3 separate regions of the Mus musculus genome follow, and regions 1 and 3 are each linked to region 2. Evidence: chromatin contacts called from public HiChIP or PLAC-seq and promoter capture Hi-C data. All regions are on one chromosome and are shown on one strand. The core of a region is the stretch at or near the end of the contact, and the rest is flanking DNA. Distances in the headings are between cores, read along the strand shown.

Region 1 (4,052 bases), core at 210-2,709, 2.2 Mb after region 2:
TTTTCTCTTCATAATTCACCCAAGAGCAAAGCACCGGAGATCCAAACTATAGGCCTCTAAAGTTCCAAAAGATTCAAAGACGAGCCAACCGTATCAGATCACTCCTACCAGAGGTGCGCCTAACAACCATAAGTGCGCTGCCCTGGAACATGGTAGTGGATAAAAACCATCGTCGAGGGAGCGGGAAATCTATGCAGCTATCCATCCGCTGAGGCTTCGACTGAGAGTCCCTCCTCAAAGACTGGGGACAGCTCAAAGCTCTCCCTAGCCAGCCTCCTTTGGGACGCAGCCCTCTTTCATTTGGAGCAAGGTGGAGGCCCTGTCAGTGAGAGACCCTGGCTCGGGTTTGCAGGCCTCTTCGGTATTAGTCCTTGACCCAGGGGCGAGCCTGCGGTCTTTCTCATCCCCTGTAATCTGAGGCACGGCCACGACAGTGCTCTGCCAATTCCCACTCCTCAGCCAGCTCCGCCTGCTCCCTTCCTGCTGCTGCCCGTCCAGAGCCCTGCCAGAGGGTTGGTGTCTAGGTAAGGCTGCCAGTAGATTTCAGCAAAAATAACCTGAAGATGTGCACCCCGGCAACTGGGTCGCTCCGAAAACGGAGCAAACGTGGATGGAAAAGCAAAGCCTGCGACCTCTAAGAAGTCGCTCCATCCTTCAACTTGTCTCGCCTTTGCAAAGTTGGCATTCAACAGGTAGTTCCCGGGACTTTCACCTGAGGGAGAAAAACGTCCCGCCAACTCAAGAGTGCCGCCCAGGCGCCCATGCCCAGCTCAGCGTCCCCACCCCCACCCCGGCGCGGTGCACCCACCGGAGGCCGAGCCCCCACGTGCGCTCGCCTCAGCCGCCGTGCCCCGGAGGCCCCGTCCCGCCCGCCTGGGAGGGATGCCGCCGGGCTCCGCGCCTCCCCCCCGCCCGCCCGCCCGCTAGCCCGCGGCGGGGTCGGCGGGCGCAGCCCCCGGAGCCATCTTGTGGCGGCGGAGCGCGGGGCCCGGGTGGCTACCTGCACGATCTCGCCCTCGGCGCTGAGCATGGCCCCGGCCCGCGAGAAGCGGCCCGTGAGGCCGGTGGTGTGGGTGGTATAGTCGCCGCTCGGGCTCGACTCGAACAGCACCACCTCCACGAACGCCGTCTCCTTGGCCCGCGCCGCGCCGGGCCCCGCGGCCGCCAGCAGCAGCCCGAGAAGCAGCGGCAGCGGCGGCGGCGGCGGCAGGCGACGACCGCGGGGGCCGCGGCGGAGGCGGCGGCGGCGGCGGCCCGGGGCCCCTGGGCGCCCGCCCGAGCGTGGCCTCATGGTCCTGCGGCGGGAGGGCGCGGAGGGCGGGCGCGGCCGGGCATAGTCGCGGGCCGGCGGAGGACCGAGCGCGGGCGGTCGCCTCACAGCACCATCGCGGCGGCGGCGGCTTTGTGGGTCGCAGGCTCTGCTCCGCTCCCCCGGCCGTCGCGCCGCGGCCCTTTCATCTGCTCCACGTGAGGGGTTATCCCCGCCCCCGCAGCGTCGTGACCCGCTCTCCCCTCCCTCCCCGCGCTCGGCCGCGGCCACCTCCGAGGGGAGCGGGTAGGCGGGGCGGGCGCGCCTGCGGCGAGAGGCGGGGCCCAGAGGCCTCGCCCGCCCCGCCCAATCGACTGAGTCCCGCCCCGACTCCGTTCTTAGCCACGCCCCTCCACCCTTGCTCCGCCCAGGTAGTCTTTTTCGGTCACGCCCCTTCCTCTTAGCCACGCCCCCTGGTCTGTACTCCGCCCTCCGCGGCAGACATTTCTCTTGGCAGTTGCTGGAGTACGGGGAGAGTAAGATCCTCAACCTGTTCCCGGGCGGTTTCGCCCCCTCGGCGCACCCTGCTTTGGTGCCGCAATTAGAGTCATTGGGGCGTCAAAGGCCTCGTCCTTCCGTCCAAGGATGCTTCATCCGCAGCTCCGGCACTGCTGGCCACCCGCACTCGGTGCTCGCGCCCTACCACCTCCAGGGACCGCGAAAGGCCCCGGGCGGTCAGTGGCAGTTTGCAACCCGCCGGGACACGTCCAGTTCTTACGTGGGTGTCACATAGACAGTTACCCTCAACTAAAGGAGTGAGGACAGGTGGCGGAGAACTTGAAGAAGTTATCTAGATTCTAATGGAGTTCATCTTTCCGCAGCCCTGGAGACCGTCTCCAACACTCCCTTCAAATCTCACCATGTGCAGAAGGGCGGAAGAGTCAACACGCTTAATGCACAGACTTCTGGTTGCCAAACATACCAAAGACACGTGCTCCGAACCCAGACGTCCCCAGTCACCCAGAAGATAAACTTTTAATTCTCTTCCCCTTTTTGGAACAGGATTTTTCCTTTCTCAGCAAATCTATGAGACTCACAATCCTCCTTTAAAAGCCACATTCAATTTCTACTTCCTCAGTCGTCTTCCCTCCCTGACCTGAATGGCTTTGTTTAAATATTTGCAAATATTTGGTTAGGGTGATCTGCTTCTACTTGCTACCACACCCAAAATATTAAGACAAAAAGAAAAGTCATTGAGTGTTTCCTTGAGTAATCAGCGCATCGAGGTTACAGTTTAAACTGAAAAGGAATGTTTTGCCAATGTGTTGAATAGAAAATACAATTGAAAAGAAATTCACAGAACTGTGTTACTGTGTTTGGACCACCCAAAGCTTTGGCACAGAAGGTAACTGACAAAGCTAGAGTCATTAGTTTCCCCCAAGCCAAGCTTAATCAGTACTGACTGCTCGGGAGCACTGTCATTTCCAAGGATTGTGACTTTACCCACTAAGGCACAGTCCAGTCTTTTTTTTTGTTTTGTTTTGTTTTTTTTTTGTTTGTTTGTCTTTTCGAGACAGGGTTTCTCTGTGTAGCCCTGGCTGTCCTAGATCTCACTTTGTAGACCAGGCTGGCCTCTAACTCAGAAATCTGCCTGCCTCTGCCTCCCGAGTGCTGGGATTAAAGGCGTGTGCCACCACACCTGGCACAGTCCAGTCTTTAAGGGGAAAGCAATTATTATAGCCATGCATAGCTAGCGTTGCAATCCTTAGAAGTATGAAGTCATGAACTGGTGAATGAATATGCAAATATGGTCTATCCATACAATAAAATCGAATTTTTAACATGGTAGAGTTTCAATCGGGGCTGGTGAGATGGCTCAGTGGGTAAGAGCACCCGACTGCTCTTCCAAAGGTCCGAAGTTCAAATTCCAGCAACCACATGGTGGCTCACAACCACCCGTAATGAGATTTAATGCCATCTTCTGATGCATGTGAAGACAGCTACAGTGTACTTAGATATAATAATAAATAAATCTAGAAAAAATATATTAAAAAAAGTTTCAATCTTCAATTGCATTTTAAATAACAAAATCAAAGACAAATAAAATACTGAATATTGAATGAATGCGACAAAAATATACTCAGTGAAGCATATAGCCTTTCCATTTGTATGAAATGCCAAGAATATAGAAAAATGGAAAGGTTAGTGATCACCAGATACTGAACTGGAAGGAGGATTGGGTAGTATGACTATTAATGGATTTCCCTTAAGGGGAACGAAAATATTCTGTAATTAAATGGTGATGAGTATATTCTTTGTAAATACATGAAATCCACCACCAAATTGTACATTTTCTTTCTTTCTTTCTTCCTTCCTTTCTTTTTTTTTTTTCCCCCTGAGACAGGGTTTCTCTGTATAGCCCTGGCTGTCCTGGAACTCACTTTATAGACCAGGCTAGCCTCGAACCCAGAAATCTGCCTGCCTCTGCCTCCCAAGTGCTGGGATTAAAGGTGTACACCACCACTGCCTGGCAAATTGTACATTTTCTAAAGATGGATTTTACAGTGTATAGATGACGTCTCAATACAGCTGTTAAAAATTGAAGCCTTTTCGTACTTGACGTAGTGGAGCTCGCTTTAATCCTAGCACTGGGCAGGTAGAGGCAGGTGGACCCATGAGTTCAAGACCAGCCTTGTCTCCGTAGGTGTCTCAGGCCAGGCAAAGTTACATAGTAAGACCTTTTCTCAAACAAAAATGAAGCCTTGGGTCAAGAGAGGATCCAAGGTCATATCTCAGCCCCCAG
Region 2 (3,836 bases), core at 1,208-3,707:
CTACTAATGACCTTCGGATCCCCGCAGAGGAGACACACACCTGGATTGATTCCTGACTCTCCTAGTGTTTGTGGCCTTGCGCTTTTCCATTTTCTCTAACCTGGGGAAATGGAGATAAGTACACTGGGGACTGAGTAAGCAGACTTCCTCTTTCTGCTCCACAGCCCTGGGGAAAAAACAGGAGCCTGGCACACACTAGGTAAATGATCTACCTTAGAACCCTCAATAGCACAGTTGAACACAAGAATTTCTAGTTCCCAGAATCTCCCTCCAAAATACTGTGACCGAGAAATTAAAAGCAGTATTTAGATTGCTCTAACACAGGATTTGGGCTTAAGGGGACAGGTCTTTCTTTAGGGTAAGGGAATTTTCCTCAAGCCTCATTCCTCATTTTATTCAGGAAATCTGGAGTGTAACTGTCTGAGGAGGGTGAATTCTCAACTTTGTCCGGGGCACAGGTTACAAAACTGGCTCACAGAAGCCAAGTAACTGGCACCGAGACATAACGAGAGCGCTCAGGTCTAGGATTTGAACTAGGGTCCTCTTTACAGTGCCATGCCGAAAAGCCTCAGTGAGATGAGTAACAGGCTAGGCGCACGCTGGTGGGAACCCCAAGCCGAGATGAAAGCTGGTCCCGTTCATTTGCATGGTAATACCCAGAATGCTTTTCCACACACACCGCTACATTTAATGGAAGCGCTCAGTTTGGAGCCGTGCAAAGTTTGGAATACGTGCTTCGCTCCTCTCGCAACTGTGGGAACTTCGCGCCAGTACACGTGCTTTGCCTACAGTCTCTGATACCAATAGCTCAGCGACAGCCCAAGCAGACGAACCTGTGTGCAACCCTCGCCTAATAGCATCCTCAGGCGTCTTAGGGACAATGCGCTCTAGCCTGGCCGCACGGTCCGTGGTCAAAGTGGCCGGCATTTTGCCGGGCGGCAAGGGCTAATAAGCAAGCTTCTGGCTTGGGGAAGATCGAGGGGGCTTCTTGATCTCTGGATTCCCTAGTTTTCTTACAAAACTGCTGGGACATGCAGGGGTCGTTGATTTTGTCCATCGCCATCATACTGTCCCTTCTCTGAGCTGGCTTGTGACTTCACGCTCCCTGGGGCACAAAGCCCAAGTAGCTGTGGGTGGGGAAAACGACCTATCTCTAGTTATCCAGGCGTGCCGGGCATTTGCCTCGGTCAGTGTGAGGCAGGCAGAAGGTTCCGCCTGCGTCGGATCGGGATCCCGTCTCCTTCCTAGGGCAGCAGAGCGGGAGGTCTCAGCCGACTTCTAGGGATTTCGGCCATCAAAGGAGAACTAGGCAGGGTGCTGATGCCCGTCCGACCTGCGGGTGCGCAAGGTAGGCTGGGGGGCTCAGATCCACAGGCTCTGGCTGCCCATCCCGCACGCTCGCCTACACTCTGGGCGGGCAGCGGAGGGGCGGCTGTAGCTGGTTTGCTGGCTCGGCGCTCAGATCGTATTGGCCGGGGTCGGGGGGGGGGTGGTGGTGTGTGGGGGGTGGTTGAGGCTGCAGCCCCGGGCCCCGCGGGCGGGGTGGGGAGGCGGAGGATCAGGCTGCGCTAGCATTGGCGGAGCTGGGGAGTGGGGGCAGGAAGCGAGCGGAGCGGAGCTGCAGGGGGGGGGGTTGTATAAATAGGGAATGGGGGACGTGCATCCTCCGCTGGGTGAGGGGGGGGGGCGTTCGGCACAAAGAAAGTGGAAAGTTTGCAGCGCTAGGCGGCCCAAGCTAGGGAGCCGGATGCGCACGTGCTGAGTCGGGGCGACCGAGACCCCCCACGCCGAGCTCGCTGCTTTTTTTTCTTTCTGCAAGCTGGGGGGGGGGGTGTTGTTGGTATCGCCCCCTCCTTCTCCTCCCCCCAGGGGTGAAAGTGCAAGAGGAAGTGCAGCCGCTGCCATCTTTCCTCCGTTCCGAACGCACGGAGCCTGGGGCCGCAGCGCCGCCGCCACTCGTGCCTGGCTTGGGAAAGGGCCCACCCTGCTACTGCCACCCGCTCGCTTCGGCCGCCGCCTTCGCCGGGCTCCAAGACTCGGCCTACGCCACCGCCCCTGTGCGCGCGGACCGCCGCCTTCGCCTTCGCCTTTTGTTTCCTTTGCTCCGGCGCCCCCACCCCGGCTCGCGCTTTGCAGGGGACGCAGCGCGCGCCCCCAGTGGGCCCGGGAAAAGCCTCGGAGCGCGCGCTTGCGCTTGCGCGGCGGACCCCTCCTCCTCCCCGCGCGCGCGCGCGCGCCTTTTGGCCGCGCGCCGGCGCCGCCTGGCGGGCGGGAGGGGAGGTGGCAGCTGCGTTTGCAGGAGGGGCGCACCTCTTCGCTCGTTTACCCCTGGAAGGTAGACCTAGAGAGGGAGGCGGGCAGGCGGAGAGGGAGTGCTACGCGGGTCCGGCGGAGGTTAAGGGCGGCAATGTGGGGGGCAGTGCCCCGCTGGGTCTAGCCCTTTTTATTAGAGCAGGGGGCGTGTGCGCTGGGCGCACCTGAGAGTACTACCGAGCCCTGGGCCGCACGTGCGGGGAGTGTGAGTGGTCCGCTGCAAAAGGCGTCTCGCTGCCTAAGGGAAGGGACCAGGGACTGGCGGGTGCCCGGCCCGGCGAGTGGGGAAGGGGCAGCGACCATGGAGCGGGTCAACGACGCTTCTTGCGGTCCGTCGGGCTGCTACACCTACCAGGTGAGCAGACACAGTACGGAGATGCTGCACAACCTGAACCAACAACGCAAAAACGGCGGGCGCTTTTGCGACGTGCTCCTACGAGTAGGCGACGAGAGCTTCCCAGCGCACCGCGCCGTACTGGCTGCCTGCAGCGAGTACTTTGAGTCTGTGTTCAGCGCCCAGTTAGGCGACGGCGGAGCTGCAGATGGTGGTCCTGCTGATGTGGGAGGCGCGGCGGCGGCTCCAGGCGGCGGAGCTGGAGGCAGCCGCGAACTGGAGATGCACACCATCAGTTCCAAAGTGTTCGGAGACATCCTGGACTTCGCTTATACGTCCCGAATCGTTGTGCGCCTAGAGAGCTTCCCCGAGCTCATGACGGCCGCCAAGTTCCTGCTGATGAGGTCGGTCATCGAGATCTGCCAGGAAGTAATCAAACAGTCCAACGTGCAGATCCTCGTGCCCCCTGCCCGGGCTGATATCATGCTCTTTCGCCCACCTGGGACTTCTGACTTGGGCTTCCCTTTGGACATGACCAACGGGGCAGCCATGGCAGCCAACAGTAACGGTATTGCTGGCAGTATGCAGCCCGAGGAGGAGGCTGCCAGGGCCACAGGTGCTGCTATTGCGGGCCAAGCTTCTCTGCCTGTGTTACCCGGGGTGGACAGATTGCCCATGGTGGCTGGACCCCTATCCCCCCAACTACTGACTTCTCCGTTCCCTAATGTGGCATCCAGTGCACCTCCACTAACTAGCAAGCGAGGCCGGGGACGCCCCAGGAAGGCCAACCTGCTGGACTCCATGTTTGGGTCTCCAGGGGGCTTGAGGGAAGCAGGCATCCTTCCATGTGGCCTGTGCGGGAAGGTGTTCACTGACGCCAACCGGCTCCGGCAACATGAGGCCCAGCACGGCGTCACAAGCCTCCAGTTGGGCTATATCGATCTTCCTCCTCCAAGGCTGGGTGAGAATGGGTTACCCATCTCCGAGGACCCCGATGGCCCCAGAAAAAGGAGCCGGACCAGGAAGCAAGTGGCTTGTGAGATCTGTGGCAAGATCTTTCGTGACGTATACCATCTCAACCGGCATAAGCTTTCCCACTCGGGGGAGAAGCCGTACTCGTGCCCGGTGTGTGGTCTGCGGTTCAAGAGAAAAGACCGAATGTCGTACCATGTGAGGTCCCATGATGGGT
Region 3 (4,271 bases), core at 1,701-4,200, 2.2 Mb after region 2:
GACTTATCTACTTAATCTTGGACAGAGGATATGAAACCATTCAAGTGTCTGCTCTTATTGTTGAAGATTTCATGAGCAGCAGTTTGCAGCCGGTCAAGTTATTGCTTTCAATATGATTTGAAATTGTTTGCCGGAGAGATAAAAAGCCTGGAAAAATATACAAAGGAATGAAAAGTCAACATTCCACTTCTATCCCCGTAACCAAGACCAAAACAGAAGCCGATAAATGCTCTCCCTACCCCCCACTCCCCTGCATCTTGGGCTTTGTCCATCCCACACGAGGAACTGTATTAAAGGGTCGCAGCGTTAGGAAGGGTGAGAAGCATTGCTTTCAAGGGCGGATGAAAAGAGTTTTCCTCCCTGGCAAAGTATATTTATAATTTCAAAGAGCCAATCTGAACCATCACTTAGAACTCTTTGAAGTTTGGCATAATTTCCAATTGCCAACTAGCAATTTTACTCATCTTTGAACACCGAGCGCCGGGCATGTGCCAAGCACGGAGTGGGAAGCAGTATCGTCAGACAGGAAGCAGGAAGCAGAGATTCTGTTTGTAATCTAGGGAACTTAACACCTGGAGTTGCTTCCAGAAAACAAACGTGCATCTGTGAGTAGTCTCAGGTTTCTCTGGGTTTAATATCTTGGTCTAAATTGCTCTCTTACTGCCAACGGGTGCCTCCTCTTCCAAATGAGCCTGGCTCTCCTCCCTGGATGACTTGGGGGACCAAGAACCAGAACCTAGATAGATCAGAGATCTAGGGTAAAACCAAACTTTGCTGGTTTAGAACAAACAAAACAAAACAAAAAACTCAAGCAACCAACAAAACAACCAGTTCTAGCCTCCTGCGTGACTTTGCCACAGGCCAAGGGATCCAGGGTAAAGCCTGGCTCTGTTTTCACAAGGAACATTTTATTTTCTCCTTATTAAAACAATACTAATGTGGGGTCTGGAGAGATGGCTCAGTGGTTAAGAACACTGACTGCTCTTCTAGAGGTTCTGAGTTCAAGTTCCAGCACCCACATGGTGGCTCACAACCATCTGAAATGGGATCCGATGCCCTCTTCTGGTGTATCTGGAGAGTGAGTGTATTCACATACATAAAATGAATAAATCTAAAAAAAAAAAAAAAAAAAAAAACCTCAAAAAAAGCAAAACCAAAACAACCTGATGCATGGGGGTGGTTGGGAGAGGGCTGGGGGTGAGGATGCTGTGTTCTCTGGTGATGAGCTGGAGGCCTTGGATGGGGCGGCAGGGAGGAGGGTAAGTCTATGGGGGTATCCCTAGCTGAGATTCCTACCAGAGGGGGATATAGAGACTGAAGTGGCCACCTCCTGTAGCCAGGCAAGACTTCTAGAGGAGAGAAGGGGACATCAATCGCCTTGCCTATAAGAAGTGCAGGGATAAAGATGGAGCAGACCAATATAGCCAACCAATGCCCGGCCCAACTTGAGATCCATCCCATGTGAGAGAGCGGATCCCTGACACTACTAATGATGCTCTGCTAAGCTTGCAGTCAGGAGCCTAGCATAACTGTCTTCCGAGAGGCTTCATCCAGTAGCAGATGGAGACAGATGCAGAGACCCACAGCTAAGCATTGAGTTGAGCTGGGAGTCTTGTGGAAGAGATGGGAATAGAACTGAGCAGTGGAAGGGGGTCAAGGATGCCCCAAGGAGACATACAGAGTCAACTAACCTGGGACCATGGGGGCTCACAGAGCCTGGGCCACTGACAAGGAAACCTACAGGAGCTGAACTTATCCCCCCCACCCCCATCTGTAGCAAACGTGCAGCCTGGTCTGTATGTGGGTCCCCTAACAAGTGGAGTGGAGCTATCTTGGTCTCTGTTCCCTGCCATTGGATCCCCTCCGCCTCCCTGGACTGCCTGGTTGGGCCTCAATGGGAGATGTTGTACCTAGTCCTGCTGAGACTAGATGTCCCAGGGTAGGGTGGTATCAAAGAGGTATTCTCTAAGGAGAAGGGGAGGGAGCAATGGGGGGGGGGGATTTGTAAGGGTGGGACTAGGAAGAGGGGGCTATGATTGGGATATAAAGTGAATAAAAAATAAATTATTGGAAATAGGAAAAGGAAAAAAAATACTAATGTAGGGGTGGCTGTGTAGGTGAAAAACGCCCAGCACCCAGGTGAAAGGTTGGCAAGGCTGAGCCTGATCGTAACCCCAGTGGCAGAGAGCAGAGACAAGCAGACCATGGAGGTGTAATGGCCAGCCAGCATAGCCTCAGGGGCAAGCTTCAAGTGCACTGACTCTTATAAGGCGGAAAGCAATAGAAGAGTACACTCTCCCCCACCCCATCCCATCCCCTGAAACCTATTTCCACCCCCTCCTCACTCCCATTCCCTAATGAAAGGAATACTAAAGTCTGGAGGTATATATAGCTCAGTGGTATCTCTAGTTCCACAGTAAAGGGGAATAGTGGAGTGCTAGAGCATTAGGTTCTGGGGTCTGGCTCCAGCACAGCAAAACAAAGACAACAGTGATAAAAGCTCATACCAGAAGAGATCAGAAATAAGAAGAAAAACGAAACCACATGTATTCTCACTATGCAGACTTTATTTACTAATCCCTTACTACATGCTAGCCAAGGCTCTAGTGTTTTCTTTTAAAGTTATTAATTTATATCAATTAATTTATATGAAATAGGGTTTGATCTATAGCCCCAGCTGGCCTAGCTAGACCTCCCTATGTAGCCCAGGCTGCTCTCAAACTGGCAATAAAGTGCTGAGATTACAAGTGAGTACTACCCTGCTACATTTAGTTTTGCAATCATCTCATTTTCTAAAGACTCATTTTGTGAAAATTTCCCAGGTGTGTGTGTGTGTCCGCTAACCCTAAGCCGGATATGCCACCAGTTCAATTTTCTGCTGTACTGGGAAGTGGGGGGGGGGGGGGGACGGGACGGGGGACGTAGCGCCGGACATTAAAATGGGGTCGGGCTAGGGTAAAACCGTGAGACTCGGTCTGGAAATCTGGCCTGAGAGGACAGCCTGGCAATCCTCAGCCGGGGTGGGGACGTCTGCCGAAGATCCTTGGACTCCAGCAACCAGTGGTCGCCACCGTCCATCCACCCTAAGGCCCAGTTTGCACGGCGGAGAACAGCTGTGCAGCCACGCTGGACACTCACCCCGCCCGAGTTGAGCCCGCCCCCGGGACTACAGGACCAATAAGTGATGAATATACCCGCGCGTCACGGAGCACCGGCCAATCGCGGACGGCCACGACCCTAGAAAGGCTGGGCGCGGCAGGAGGCCACGGGGCGGTGGCGGCGCTGGCGTAGACGTTTCCTGGCTATGGTGGTGGTGGCAGCGGCGCCGAGCGCGGCCACGGCGGCCCCCAAAGTGCTACTCTTATCTGGCCAGCCCGCCTCCGGCGGCCGGGCGCTGCCGCTCATGGTACCCGGTCCGCGGGCAGCAGGGTCGGAGGCGAGCGGGACACCGCAGGCTCGCAAGCGGCAGCGGCTCACGCACCTGAGCCCGGAGGAGAAAGCGCTGCGGAGGTGGGCCCGGCGGGCAAGGCTGGGGCGCGGGGCGGCAGGACTGGGATTGGGACTCTCTCGTGTGTGCCAGCTGGTGGGCTCCGTACGGTGGGTTAGATTCACCTCTAGTGTCTAACCTGGGAAGCGGAGCTGAGGGGGATGCCCCTCCGAAGGTCTGCGTCGGGGGTGTGTGCAGGAGCTCCCGACACAGGCACAGAAGAAGGTGCCCGACGCCCAGTCCTCTGTAAATGCTCGCTCTTTGTGGTCGTAGGGTAGGAACCGCTCCAGCTGTCATTGCAGCCACTTGGGAACCCCACCCTGGGAACCGAGTCCACAGCGTCCGGCATCCCGAGAGTTTGGCTTGGGGAGGGACAGTTGGTAGCGTCCCCGCCGCCTTCACGGATATCGCTCTAGCAAGGAGCCTGTGGGACGGAATTGGACCCAGAAAGTAGCGGGGGAGGAGGGAAGAAGCATATGACGCAACGGGAATGTATCAGCCCGGTGGTAAAATGAGATCCGGGTGGACAGCCGCACGGGAGAGAATCAAGCAAGTCTTCAAGGCCTGTGGATAGAAAGCAGCGTGTGTATGCGTGTGCGTGTGCGTTTTGATAGGAGCTTTAAGCGTGTTTACTTGCTAAGCCTTATTCTGTAAAGTCAACGAAAGCACCAGCTGGCCACGTCTACAAATGAAGACACATGAAAGCTGGAGATGACTCAGTTATGTTCCCTGTCTCCTCCCCAAGGAAACTGAAAAACAGAGTAGCAGCGCAGACTGCTCGAGA

What was found. Promoter capture Hi-C pulls out the DNA fragments that hold promoters and counts their contacts. HiChIP or PLAC-seq counts read pairs in DNA pulled down with a chosen protein or histone mark.
Region 1: a contact with region 2 is called in a promoter capture Hi-C map of liver, with 3 times the contacts expected there. The contact joins the promoter of Znrf3 here to the promoter of Patz1 in region 2. A contact is called at or near these places in 1 of 39 promoter capture datasets (liver) and 1 of 9 other capture datasets (liver).
Region 3: a contact with region 2 is called in an H3K27ac HiChIP or PLAC-seq map of double positive thymocytes, with 22 times the contacts expected there. The contact joins the promoter of Xbp1 here to the promoter of Patz1 in region 2. A contact is called at or near these places in 1 of 115 datasets of contacts at active chromatin or transcription factors (double positive thymocytes) and 1 of 9 other capture datasets (embryonic stem cells).

The regions. Positions count from the first base shown.
Region 1 is chr11:5,443,388-5,447,439 of GRCm38.p6, forward strand. Znrf3 (zinc and ring finger 3) reads right to left here and starts at 1,460. Exons shown (of 9, transcript NM_001080924.2): 1 at 1,001-1,460. The coding sequence starts at 1,291.
Region 2 is chr11:3,288,000-3,291,835 of GRCm38.p6, forward strand. Patz1 (POZ (BTB) and AT hook containing zinc finger 1) reads left to right here and starts at 2,458. Exons shown (of 4, transcript NM_019574.3): 1 at 2,458-3,836. The coding sequence starts at 2,615.
Region 3 is chr11:5,517,691-5,521,961 of GRCm38.p6, forward strand. Xbp1 (X-box binding protein 1) reads left to right here and starts at 2,951. Exons shown (of 6, transcript NM_001271730.1): 1 at 2,951-3,510; 2 at 4,233-4,271. The coding sequence starts at 3,305.